Regions from separate parts of the Mus musculus genome. Here region 2 is linked to region 1. A link is a contact called in public HiChIP or PLAC-seq data. All regions are on one chromosome and are shown on one strand. Each heading gives the region's core, a stretch centred on a gene start, on an enhancer-like site or on the middle of the called end of the contact. The rest is flanking DNA. Distances are from core to core; before and after follow the strand shown. Region 1 overlaps Lrig1 (leucine-rich repeats and immunoglobulin-like domains 1). Region 2 has its middle 73 kb from the start of Lrig1.

Region 1 (5,753 bases), core at 1,965-4,464:
CCTGGGGTACAAGTGGAGGAGGGGCTCTTGCCTTTGACTTTCCCTAGCTGTCTTTCAAACTTCCTGTGAGTGCATCCCCCAAAGGGCCAGTATTTGCAGACACAATAAAGAACTCATGGGGGGGAAAAATCCCTTCGTTAGCGCATGATGTTTATCCCAGGAAGGATGAAATAATGGTCATCTTATAGCTGAGGCTGACTGTCATATGGGGGCTCATTGTATAAACTGGGCGTTGTGGGGTGTGCACAGTTGAGGTGGCTGTAGCTGCTCCCCTTCTTGGTGTAGCATTTGCCAGTCACCAGTAGAAGAAAGACAATCAAGGGTGTTGAAAGCTGGCTGCCCTGATTCAATAGTTATGTTTGGGTCAAGAGAATTAGCTTATGTCTTCCAAGGTGCGGTTGTCCTGCTGTGGAGGACCACTGCCTAGCTTTACGTGAGATGTGGGAGAGGAGCCCAGGGCTGATGTATTCTTAAGCCCATTGGGCTTTGGAAGACAATAAACTATACATTTCCTTGTGTCACCTGTGTGGCAACCTGGAGTCGTGGGCTACAAGTGAATGGCAGGAGACTACAGGCATGAGTACCATGGATATACTGACCATGCCAGAGACCCATGACCCTTATCAGTTTGATGCTTATAGGTGAGCTACTTGGGGCTCCCAGCTGACTTTCCAAGGTACTAGGGAGGGAAGGAGCTGAGGAGCACTGAGGAGCACTCTTGTGTGTGCCCTAACCTGGCAGGACACATACTGCCCCTGAACAGATGATTAGAGACCTGGTGGCTGTTGAAGCGGTCCCCCATTCCCCCGGGGCAGGAGTCAGGGTTAACACCTCTTACTTTACTGTGATTATCAGTTACTGGAATCCCTCAGGTCCTTGTCCTTACCTAAGCCCTAAGGCACCTCTTTGTTTCTTATGGCAGTTAAAAGGGTGTTGGTGAGGTCTCAGTTCTCTCCTTGCTCTAATGGGCCCCCCTCTTGTCTTTCCCCAGCCTTGAATTGTATATAATAACCCTGCCATTTCTTCTTGCTTTCCCAGCCTTCTGCCCTGAGAAGACTTTAGTCCTTATCACTGGTAGGCAAAAGAAATAATGAAGAACCAGCTTGCCTCCACTTTAGGCATAAAAGCTCTCTTAGAATAAAGATAAACCAGGTCCATTCCTGTTTATGATTAAACCTGTTTCTCAAGCATTGGGCTATGCCCCCTGTAACCTTAACTACAAATGGTTCTGTGCTGCCTGTTTCAGGTATGGCAATCATGTCTTTGTTTCAAAAAGCTAAGAAGCATCCTGCTACCCTCCCTTTGCATCAAAGGGTTGCTATAGCTACCTTGTTGCGACCACCTGTTGTTATGCCTGCCTTGCAACCCTGTCTTTGTTTCAGGAATCATGATAGCTAATCTGTTATTCTTATGTTCTGCTCCTGTAACCCTGCTGGTTTTTTTGTTTGTTTGTTTGTTTGTTTTGCCTGCCAACTCCCCATTTGGAAACCCTGTACCCGTGAGCTATAAAACACTTGTCTTCCTCACATCCAGGGCTGTTCTCTAAAATTCCAATTTAGGGTGAGACAGCTGGCTGGCCAATCCTGGGTGCACCTCTAAAATAAAGCTTGCTTTAGTTTGCTCTTTCCTCTTACAGTGCTCAGGTTTAACAATAAAAGCAAAGCAGTAGGGCACAGGCTGGCTCTCATGGACTTGGCACTTATAGATTAAGGCTGCTGTATCTGTTGGGAGGCTCCTGGGAGGGCCCTAGGAGCTCAGTAACAACTGGTCAGTGTCTTCTTTTCCTAAGGAACAACATCTACCTGCAGAGAAAGACAGAGAAAACAGATAATCATCATACAAGGGCCGGGTACTGTCTGAGTCCCTTCATGTTGCTGATGTGTGCATGACAGGAAAGACTCTCAGATAACGAGTCATTTGACCCAAGGTTGCTTACCCTGTCTGTGGTAGCAGAGTATGGCATAGAGAAAGAGGCATCAGAGGTTAACAAAAGAGCCAAAGCCAGTTGGCAAAGCCACTGGGAACCCCTCCCCACCTGGCTATATGAAACAAAAGTTGAAGCAAAAGCCCACAAATTCTTCAAGAGAAGGTGGGTGTGATGGGCATGACCTGCATAGGGTCTCCAGGCTTAGGGCAAGAAGCTTTGACAAAAGTCTCAGTCCTGTCCCAGCTGTCTAGCCCACTCCCATCTTAGGAGTGCCTTTCTCTTCCTTAATATACTTTCCCTATCTCTATAACTGTCTGTGTGTCCCTATTGTAATCTTTGTTCTATGACTCAAGAATTTGGAAATCTCAGCGGCTACCCTGTGGACTCTGACCCACAACTCTAATATTAGACTTGCGTTCTTACCCCTCCTGGAAGTGGGTGTGATTTAGCACTGTTCAGCTAGCAGAGTGAGACCCTGAGGCACTCAGGGGTACTTGCAGGACGACTAGGACATGGCTAGCTTTATTTGGGGGCCAATTTGCCTTTCTGTCTTTTTTTCTTTGTCAGCGAGTGGGCTGTTAGGCAAGCCAGCAAGCTTCTGTTGAAAGGCCCGAGAAGGACCTGTGGACTCAGAACTGCAGTCTCATTGGATGCTGGGTACCACCAGTGAGCCTGGAAATAGAAAACTATCTACTTTTACACAGTGATCAGTCCTGTGTCCCGGCAGCTTCCCGGGGACTCTGCAGTGCAGACGTCCTTTTGCCCCCAGTTGAAGTGAGCCTTTCTCTGGGAAAGGAGCCCATGTGGCCTGCCTCCTAGAGAGCCTGCCAAATTACACACAGTCATGACTGGTCATTTTCCTTCTCTCCCCCCTCCCCTGTCTTTGAGAGTGGGGGTGGTGGTAAGCCAGGGAGATGAGAGGTACATCTGCAAGTTATTTGCTGAGAAAGTGAAGGGAACACCAGCTGCAGAGCTGGGGAGCCCAGGCAGGGGGGCGCTTGCCGAATACCAACTTGGTCATGGAGGTCCCTGCCTTTTTGGGAACTGAGCAGCTGAAGTTGTGCTGATATTAGTTAGGCCTTTGGGTGGTTCTCTCCCTCCCCTCTCCCATCTCTCCCTTTGTTCCTCCCCTTTCTCTCCCTCTCTCAATATAGTACAGGATCCAGAGGGAATACAGGCTGCTTGATGCTTGAGAAACCAGGAAGACTTGGAGGGGAGGAGCCACTCCTTGCAGCAGCGGGCTCTGAACACCCCCCAGGGCTCCGGGACTTGCAGCTTGGAAGCAGAGCTGCTCTGGTTGCACAACCTCCCGTGTGAAAGGGGCTGGCTCCTGCCCACACCAGCAGACTCATTCCAACTGGGCCATTTCCTTCTCCCCTCCTCCCCCTCCCCACTTCCTGCAGGTGGCTTCTCTAATCCAGTTAGCACTTGGGGAAGCCTCCTGTGCCTGTGCACCTAATCCGAAAATGGCTGGCTTGACTTTGACCTGCAGCGTGACCTTGCAAAGAAGGCTGGACCTATTGTGTCTGCTCACACCTGGGAGCCATTTTCAGCTGTCCTAGTGCAAGTGAGAGAAATGTGTTCGTGTTTATACCAGGCAGGCCTTTCTTTCATAAGGCCTGTCATTGTTGGGCAGTATATATGGAATGTAGAATCAACCCACTTGTGCAGAGGTTGACAGTTTGTCAAGATAGGCTACATCGCTTGGTATATTGACAGGCATATGAAATAAACTTTTTTTTCTTTTAAATTAAAAAATGGCCAGATGTTATTCTTCCACCTTTTCACATATAAGACATTGATAGCAGGTTTGGTGTGTCGTCCTGTGTACGTTCTGAGATCCAATTCTGTAGCCCAGTGAGATTGCGAAAAGCACAGGAAGGCAGGTATCTTCCCCGAGGTTCCTTTTCTCTGCTTCTCAAGCTGGCTGCTCACTTTGTTCTGGAATCTGTGGTCTGGGAGCTTAGGAGGGTTAATACAACTTGATATGCCAAATCCTGAGCTGACATATCAAGTTGTATTAGGTGTGAGACCCCTCGGGGTGTGGGGCAAGATGCGGTCTGTCCAGGTAGTGTTTGCTTTGCAAGCATTCTGTCAGCCTCAGGTGAGCTCATTTGGTATCATTCTCATTAAAGATTGCAAATCCTTGGAAAGGCTTCCTGCCTCTGCACTTCAGGCTAGTCCTCCCCATCCTCTCACTCACATAGCTGCTGCTGCTTCTGGTGGTGGTGGTGGGGCGTTTATGGCTGTCTACTCCTAAGAGCACATCCAGGGACGTGATCCTGCTGCCAAGCCTCTGCAGAGCCCCAGCCCCCTTTGTGGTAATGCCAGCAGAGTTGCCCACAATGGGGACCTGCCCTTGAAGACATGACTCTAGGGCAGATTCCGGAGTACTCTCCTCACTTCCTGGATGTATTTCAAACCCAAACAGCTGAGGCAAAGGTGCCAATTTGTGGTTTCTCTTCCCAGCTTCTTAACTGGGTGCTGAGTGTGGGGAGGCTGCAGCACTGGCACCCTGGGCCCTGTCTCCAGTGCCAGCAGCCTCTGCACAGCTGCTTGGGACAGAGCCTTGGGGGATAAAAAGGTACTTTCCCTGGGAGAGCTGCCGGGGAGTCACTTCTGGACCACGTGGCTCTGGGGTGAAGGTGAATAGGATCTCCTTGCTTCCTACCATCTCCTGTAGCTTCAGGTTGCGGTGAGGTGGCTCTTGCTTTGTTGCTGTGCTCTGAGACTATTGCTTTCCTTTACCTGAAATCAGGAGGCCTGGAATTACATAGTCTGTCTGCCTGGAATTGATCTTACTTGCAGGAATTCCTTCTGAATGATCTCTTGTAAACCTGTTGGAGTTCAGAGACTGTGTGTGTGTGTGTGTGTGTGTGTGCGCGCGCGCGTGTGCGCATGCTCATTCTTGACTTTCTGTTATATTAGTTCCTTCATTGGAAGCTGTGGAGTATAGCTCTCTTACTCCACCAGGCCTTCTGGTAGCTGTGACTGTCCTGGCATTTTGTTCTTGTTACACGTTTTACTTTGGTACCTTAAAGTAAATTGTTGATTGACAAGTGGCTGTGAGAAATAGAAATTCTCTGAATAGCTTTAGCTCCATTTCCTCTGTGGTGCAATCTTGTAAAATTTCACAACCAGGACATTCATATCATATAGTCAAGTCCTAGAACGTATCCATCCCCACTAAAGGCCCTCCTCCTGCATGGCCACACCCACTGCCTTCCTTGTAACGTGTTCTGAAGAGGAAACGGACTGGACAGCACAGTCTGTTGGGATTGGTCCTTCTGTTGAGTGTGATTCCCTGGAGGTTGGTGGGGTTTGTGTGTTGATACTTTGTTCCTTTCTGCTACCAGGTTGGGTCTAATCTTTCACCACTGAAGGACACCTGTGGTCCTTCCAGGCTTTGATTGTTCTGAGAAAGACTGCTGTGACCAATCATCTTCAGCCTTATTGGCTACCTGTGGGCTGTTTTTATATTTTGCTGGTTTTGATACAGCCCAGGCTGGCTCTTGCACCCAAGACCCAAGTGCCCAACTATCTGTGAATCTTTTTGCTGAAATGTCAGACTTCTTGCTTATTTTCAAACTAGTATTTTACTTTACTTTTGGTATTTCAGTTCTGCAGGTCTTTACATATTCTAGATACTGGGCCTGTGTTGGATGTGTGGTTTGAATATGTTTTCCTCTAGTCTGAGGTCAAGTCCACCACCTTCTGGATTATGCTTTTAGGGTCAGGTCTAAGAATTTGCCTAGTGCTAAGCTAAAAGATTTTTTTTCTCTCTCTCTCTTTTTTTCCCCTCCATATGTTTTGCAGGCTTACCTTT
Region 2 (5,753 bases), core at 1,134-3,633, 130 kb before region 1:
TATATATAAAATAATATATAATATATAAAATATATAATCAACATATAAATATGTAATAAATACATAAATATAAATAAATATATAGAATTATAATACAAACATTTATTTACACACACACACATGGTTGGTAGCACATTGCATATGCTTTTTCCCTCACTTAACTATAATACTTGAACTAAGTCCACACAAGGACGTATGTGTCCTCATCTTTTCAACACTTTCTAGAAAGGGTCAACATAAACCAGTCACGAATCCATGTAACTCTTCACCCTGTCCTATGGCTGGTTTACCAAACGCTACCTAGATTTGCCATCTATCTATCATATGCCAACTCATCTGATTTTTGTGTGCTTTAAAATGCATTGAATGCTGGGCATTGCGGTGCCCACCCTTAATCCCAGCACCTGGGAGACAGAAGCTGGAAGATCTCTATGAGTTCAAGGCCAGTCTTGTCTACACAGTGAAAGTTCAGCACAGTCTGGACTGTGTAGAGAGATTCTGTCTCAAAACACACAAACATCAAAGTAAATTGAAAGCATCATTGCTTTCAGCATACACACTGTTGTAGCATGCACACTGTCGGTTAGAGTTCCACATTTGTTTGTCTCCCCTGTCCCCATTTTTCCTGTGAAATCAGGTTAGAATAAAGTGTAGAGAGTAAAATTTTTTTCTGAGTGTTGACAAATGCATTAATCTTTTTTTTTAAGATTTATTTATTTATTTATTTATTTATTATGCATACAGTGTTCTGCCTGCATGTACACCTGCAGACCAGAAGAGGGCTCCAGATCTCATTACAGGTGGTTAAAGCCACCATGTGGCTGCTGGGAATTGAACTCAGGACCTCTGGAAGAGCAGCCAGTGCTCCAGACCTAAATGTACCAACCTTAAATCCAAAACTCATTGAGCTCTAGAGCTTACGTGCGGCTTATTTGGTAAAGTGCCTGTCTACTGCAGAGAAAGCCCTGGATTTGAGGATAGCCTGGGCTACACAAGACCACGTCTCAAGAATGTGAATAAGTAAAACAGAAATCCACTGAGTTTTAACAGAAGATATATTTTGTGCAAGCCCACACCTGTCTATATCTGGACTACTAGCATCACCCACTGAAACTGCCTATGCCTTGAAGGAGCAGTCCCTAGCAGTTTGCTCTCGGGGGCAGTAACTCTCCCTTTCCTGCCGTAAAACAGCCTTTCCCGTCTCAGATTTCCTGTTAGTGAAAACCCATAGGTTCACTCTGGTTTTTTAGATGCATTCACATACTTGCATGTATACATTATTGCTCCTTTGAATTTCAAGAATTCATGTTCCCCAACACTTCCAGTCTGCGGAAGCCTCCCTCCAGCTGAATGACTTTGGGTTCCATCAGCCATGATGAATGTCTAGGCTGTTTATTCCTTCCACACAGACTGCTGTGGATTGTGGCTTTAGGCTGAACGATAACTTGCAGCTATCACCCGAGTAATGATGGCCCCTGCTCTTGGATTCTCAGAACTCAGAGGAATACTGGGACTGTGACACCGCGGCTTTACTTAAAGTGGCAGGTGTCTTGTCCAGGCACCCTACGGAAATGAGAACTGGGAATGACCAGATCAGTCATTTCCCAGTCTGCAGGGAAGGGCGGGAAGGTCACACATTCACTTGGCGCTCCAAGCTCCAACACCGGGTTTTTCTCAGCTTTCAGCTGTGTGGTCGGTCACAGAGAACAAATTCCTACAAATATCTGGAGGTTTAGACCTCTCTGGAGGTAGGGATCATTTTGTGCGCATTCCTCTGGTTTCCCACTAAACCTTTTGTTTCTGGCAGGCTTTGTCCCCAGGACCCTGCTGCAGACAGGCTGCTGGCTTTGCTAGGTCCCCCGCCTTTGTTCGGGAACTCCCGATCCTGAGAAGTCTCTGGGTTTCATTAGATAAGCTCTCCGCCCCCACCCCTACCCCCACCCCCTTTTTCACACCCATTATCCCAGGCTCTGGAAGGTGGTGATATGTTCTCCTTACTTTCCCCGGTCTCTCTTTTATTTCCCACTGATAAATGGCAAAAGCAGCTGTGGGGTTCGCTTTGAAGGCTCTGATGGACGAGCATGATGAATCGGCGATGGCTCACAGCAAATGAATCCCATAACACAGCGCGAGGGAAGGAGAGGAGAGCGGGAAGCCAGCTCCCAGCTTTACGTTTTTCAGACTCGCTTTAAAAGCCAGCATTTCTTTTAATCTCCTTCCAGTTTCTTCGGTGACTCCGCATATGTTTAAAAGAAGGAGAGCGAGAGAGGGTTTGTGGATATAAACAGGGGATTCCATTCTTCAGCCCAACTCTGAGCACACATTGTCGTTCAGGGCTCTGAAATAGCTAGGAAACCACTTCAAGGCCCCTCAGAAACAACTGGGCAGCCCCCAGGAAGAGGGACAGCGGGGAAACCAAGTGACAGACTTGAAAACTGAATTTCGAACAGGAGGAGTGACTAGCAAAATCCAGCTGCTGCAGCTCAAAGCCAAAGACCCTTTTAAAGAAGGGACGCCAGCCCTAGGACTGCTTAGCTGTAAAAATGGCGAGCTTTAAGCAGGTTGGAAGCGGGATTTGTTTTTGAACCCAAGAAAAATAAGAACAGTGGTTCCGTGGCCTGTAGTGTTTTCTAAACTTAAAGGGACAAAGAAAATAAACTGCTGCTGTTGGGACCAGGACCCAGAAACTCCAAGCCGGCTTTTGAAATTCAAGAGATACTTAATAGAGAAGAAAGATCTGGGAGGGTGGATGGCTCCTTTGTTTCTGAACAAGAGGGGCCCTCTTCCTCCCCAGATGGAAAGCCATTCAAAAGAAATCATTAAAGGATATCCCTTTCTGCACAGCTTAGAGGCCGGCCATACATGCAAACCCAAGTGTAGAATTGATGCAATTACCCAGATAAGGAGGGCCGGAGAGGAAAGGAAGGCCAAAACCTCGGCTTAACTCTTCGGCTAATTTGTTAGGCTACTCCCATTGCCTACCATTCTCCAGTCTACACCCCCACCCCCAACATACACCCCACCCCATCATTGCAAAATCCATATTTAGTACTTTATAAATTCGTACTTTGAGGAAGAGGAAATATCAAATGTTACCCAAGACTACTGAGTGACAGGAAGCAGAATCCAGGTTAGATTTATTAGAACCTTTCTGGCCACAAGAGTTCTCAGACAATCGCCTGGGTCCCAGGACCAGCTCCAAGCTCGCTAATGATCCTCACTGACAGAGTGATGGAGGACTGGACAAAGGACAGCTGCTTTTGAAGCCCCTTGCCCTGGCTCATCTGCTTCCTTCCACCTTTACCTCTTCCCCGAGGAGAGTCTGACACCTCTCTCCCCAGGAGCGCTTAAAGAATACTGTTGGATGTCGTTAAAAACAGGTCACACTGCCCCAAGAAGGTGCATCTAAAAGCACCGGGTCATGGTTTAAAGGAAATGTTCAGCTGAACAGCGAGGATGGCTCAGTGGATAAAGTATGTGTCCTGCAAGAAAGGTTTGGATCTCTAGAAACCAGATTAAAAACTGGAAAGGTGTGGCAGCCACTAGTAATCCCAGCATACAGGAGACAGGGGAGATCTTCAGGGCAAGCTGACTCTAAATAGACTAGCCAGAATGTGCAAAATCTGAGTTTAGACAAAGACCCTGACTCCATACGCTCACATACAAGCACACACACATAAACACACTCATACATACACACATATGTACACACCCAAGCACACACGAATGCACACGTGCATGTACTTTGTCCTCTAACCCCAGATACACTCTGCTGCCTGAAAAAAGTAGATCAACTGGGAACTCTGGAGGACTCCACAGCAACTGGTGCTCATTCATTTCCTCGCCCCTAGCAGCCAAATACCAGACTGAGTTTTGGTCATGATGAGGTAAAGACTAATGGCAGAAAGGCAGGAGCCAGGGTAGAGCCTGCGTGCACTGTAGACTGTACAAACTGCTAAAGTCCATTTACAGGGCTGCCAGGGTTCCCACAGGCTTGGGAATGTTAAATGATTAGACAATTTCTCCCATTTCTAACATAGAATTTGACAGAGTTCCTGGACACAAACAAATAAAGCTACACACAGCCCTAAAGAATGTATGTGGGTTTTTTTTGTTTGGTTGGTTGGTTGTTTTTTTTGTTTTTGTTTTTGTTTTATGAGATAACTTCACCTGAGTCTTTCTAACTGAATGTATTGAGATTAAATGTGTCTCACCCGGCAAGTATGTATTGCACAACTGCCCTGTAAAAGTGTGCACTAGACTCGCAGATGCACTTATACATGAGAGACACATTATCCCTTTTATGTGCGTAATACAGTAAAAGCTAACTTCAAACATATTCTCAGATAAAAATACAGTTACCAACTGAAGTAAGTACTGTGAGGGAGAGGGATCTTCAAGAAAGAGAGAATACACAAAATCCTAATTTGCGTGCACTGCCCCAGGATTAGCAGACCAACCATTAGGGCCTGAATTCTCAACTTGGGAGTCTCCACCCCTTTGGGGGTTGTATATCAGATCTTTGCATTGTGATTCATAGCAGTAACAAAATTGCAGTTATGAAGTAGCAACAAAATAATTTATGGTTATGAGGAACTGTATTAAAGGATCATAGCATTAAGAAGGTTGAGAACCACTGAACTTGGGGCGGAGGTAAGTACGCCAGTTGAAACTAATAGGAGGTCTTCCTGGCAGAGGCTAGCAAAGACCCAAAGGCTGGAGGATGTGGGTGACTCTGAGAACTTGAAGATGCTAGTATGACTGGTGACAGCAGGATGGGGGCATTACACCCAACATCAGGAGATGAGCACGCGGCGGAGAGCTAGGGAAAGACCAAGAACAGCAGAGCTTTTACAGCTCAGAGCTCTGTGAGGACGAGGAAGGGAGGTCTTTCTTGCAGGTGTGAAGTGATGAAGCAGCATCATGAGATCTATATATGTTTGTTTACTTACCTTGTATCTGTGGTATATGTGTGTGTATGCATGCATTCTTGTGTGTGTGTGTGTGTGTGTGTGTGTGTGTGTGTGTGTGTGTGTGTGTGTCTGTGTGTGTGTGTGTGTGTGTGTGTGTGTGTGTGTGTGTGTGTGTCAGATAAATGCCAGGGATCCTCCTTTAGGACTCTTCATTTTATTTTATCTATGATCTTTCACTGAACCTGGAGTTCACCAACTCAGCAAGACTGGCTAGCCAGGAAATTCCAGAGATCACCCTGACTCTACCTCCTCAGCATGAGGACTATAGGTACATACCACCATGCCCAGCTTTTTAGTGGGTTCTGGAATCCAAACTTAGATTCCCTTGTTTGAGCAGCAAGCAGTTGCCACCTGAGCCAGCCCCGAGATCTTGAAAGAGATCACTCAAATCCAGGACTGTAGACTGGATGGAGCAAATGTAGACTCAGGGAGACTGGCCAAAGGCTACTACTGCAAGGACCAGGGGACAGTTGAGAGTAGCCCAGGCTCTGGTAGATGCTGACTACTTAGAAGGAGCTGAGAAATGAACATTATCCTTTCTGCCTTTGTAGAGACAGAAGGCATCTCAATATAACAAAAGTAGCATCCTAGAGACTGTTCACTTAAGTCAACCAAATAAAGTAATTCATACCCTACACCCCTTAATCTGAATTTTATTTTTAGGCGGAAGGGTTTCCTAAACATTCTGGTTAGCTGTTCTCACCACAGATGTTGACTGAGAGACCTTGCCCTTCTATATGTTGACACTGGCATTAAAAAGGCATAAAGAGACTCACAGAT

What was found. HiChIP or PLAC-seq counts read pairs in DNA pulled down with a chosen protein or histone mark.
Region 2: a contact with region 1 is called in an H3K27ac HiChIP or PLAC-seq map of embryonic stem cells, with 14 read pairs. The contact joins two enhancer-like sites. A contact is called at or near these places in 12 of 484 Hi-C or Micro-C datasets (8-cell embryo, Th1 cells, cortical neurons and 7 more), 10 of 115 datasets of contacts at active chromatin or transcription factors (double positive thymocytes, embryonic stem cells, pancreatic cancer cells and 2 more) and 3 of 9 other capture datasets (adipose tissue, embryonic stem cells and liver).

The regions. Positions count from the first base shown.
Region 1 is chr6:94,645,267-94,651,019 of GRCm38.p6, reverse strand. All of the region lies in intron 3 of Lrig1 (leucine-rich repeats and immunoglobulin-like domains 1), which reads left to right. Among named protein-coding and RNA genes, the nearest start is that of Mir7041, 42 kb to the right of the region's middle. RefSeq lists an enhancer at 2,026-3,601. Within about 2 kb of position 3,214, at least 207 of the 459 cell types and tissues checked have an H3K27ac peak or open chromatin away from gene starts, as enhancers often do. A contact at or near this core is called in cortical neurons, embryonic stem cells, muscle stem cells and 1 more, where this site is marked.
Region 2 is chr6:94,770,126-94,775,878 of GRCm38.p6, reverse strand. No RefSeq gene overlaps it. Among named protein-coding and RNA genes, the nearest start is that of Lrig1, 73 kb to the right of the region's middle. Within about 2 kb of position 2,383, at least 81 of the 459 cell types and tissues checked have an H3K27ac peak or open chromatin away from gene starts, as enhancers often do. A contact at or near this core is called in cortical neurons, embryonic stem cells, muscle stem cells and 1 more, where this site is marked.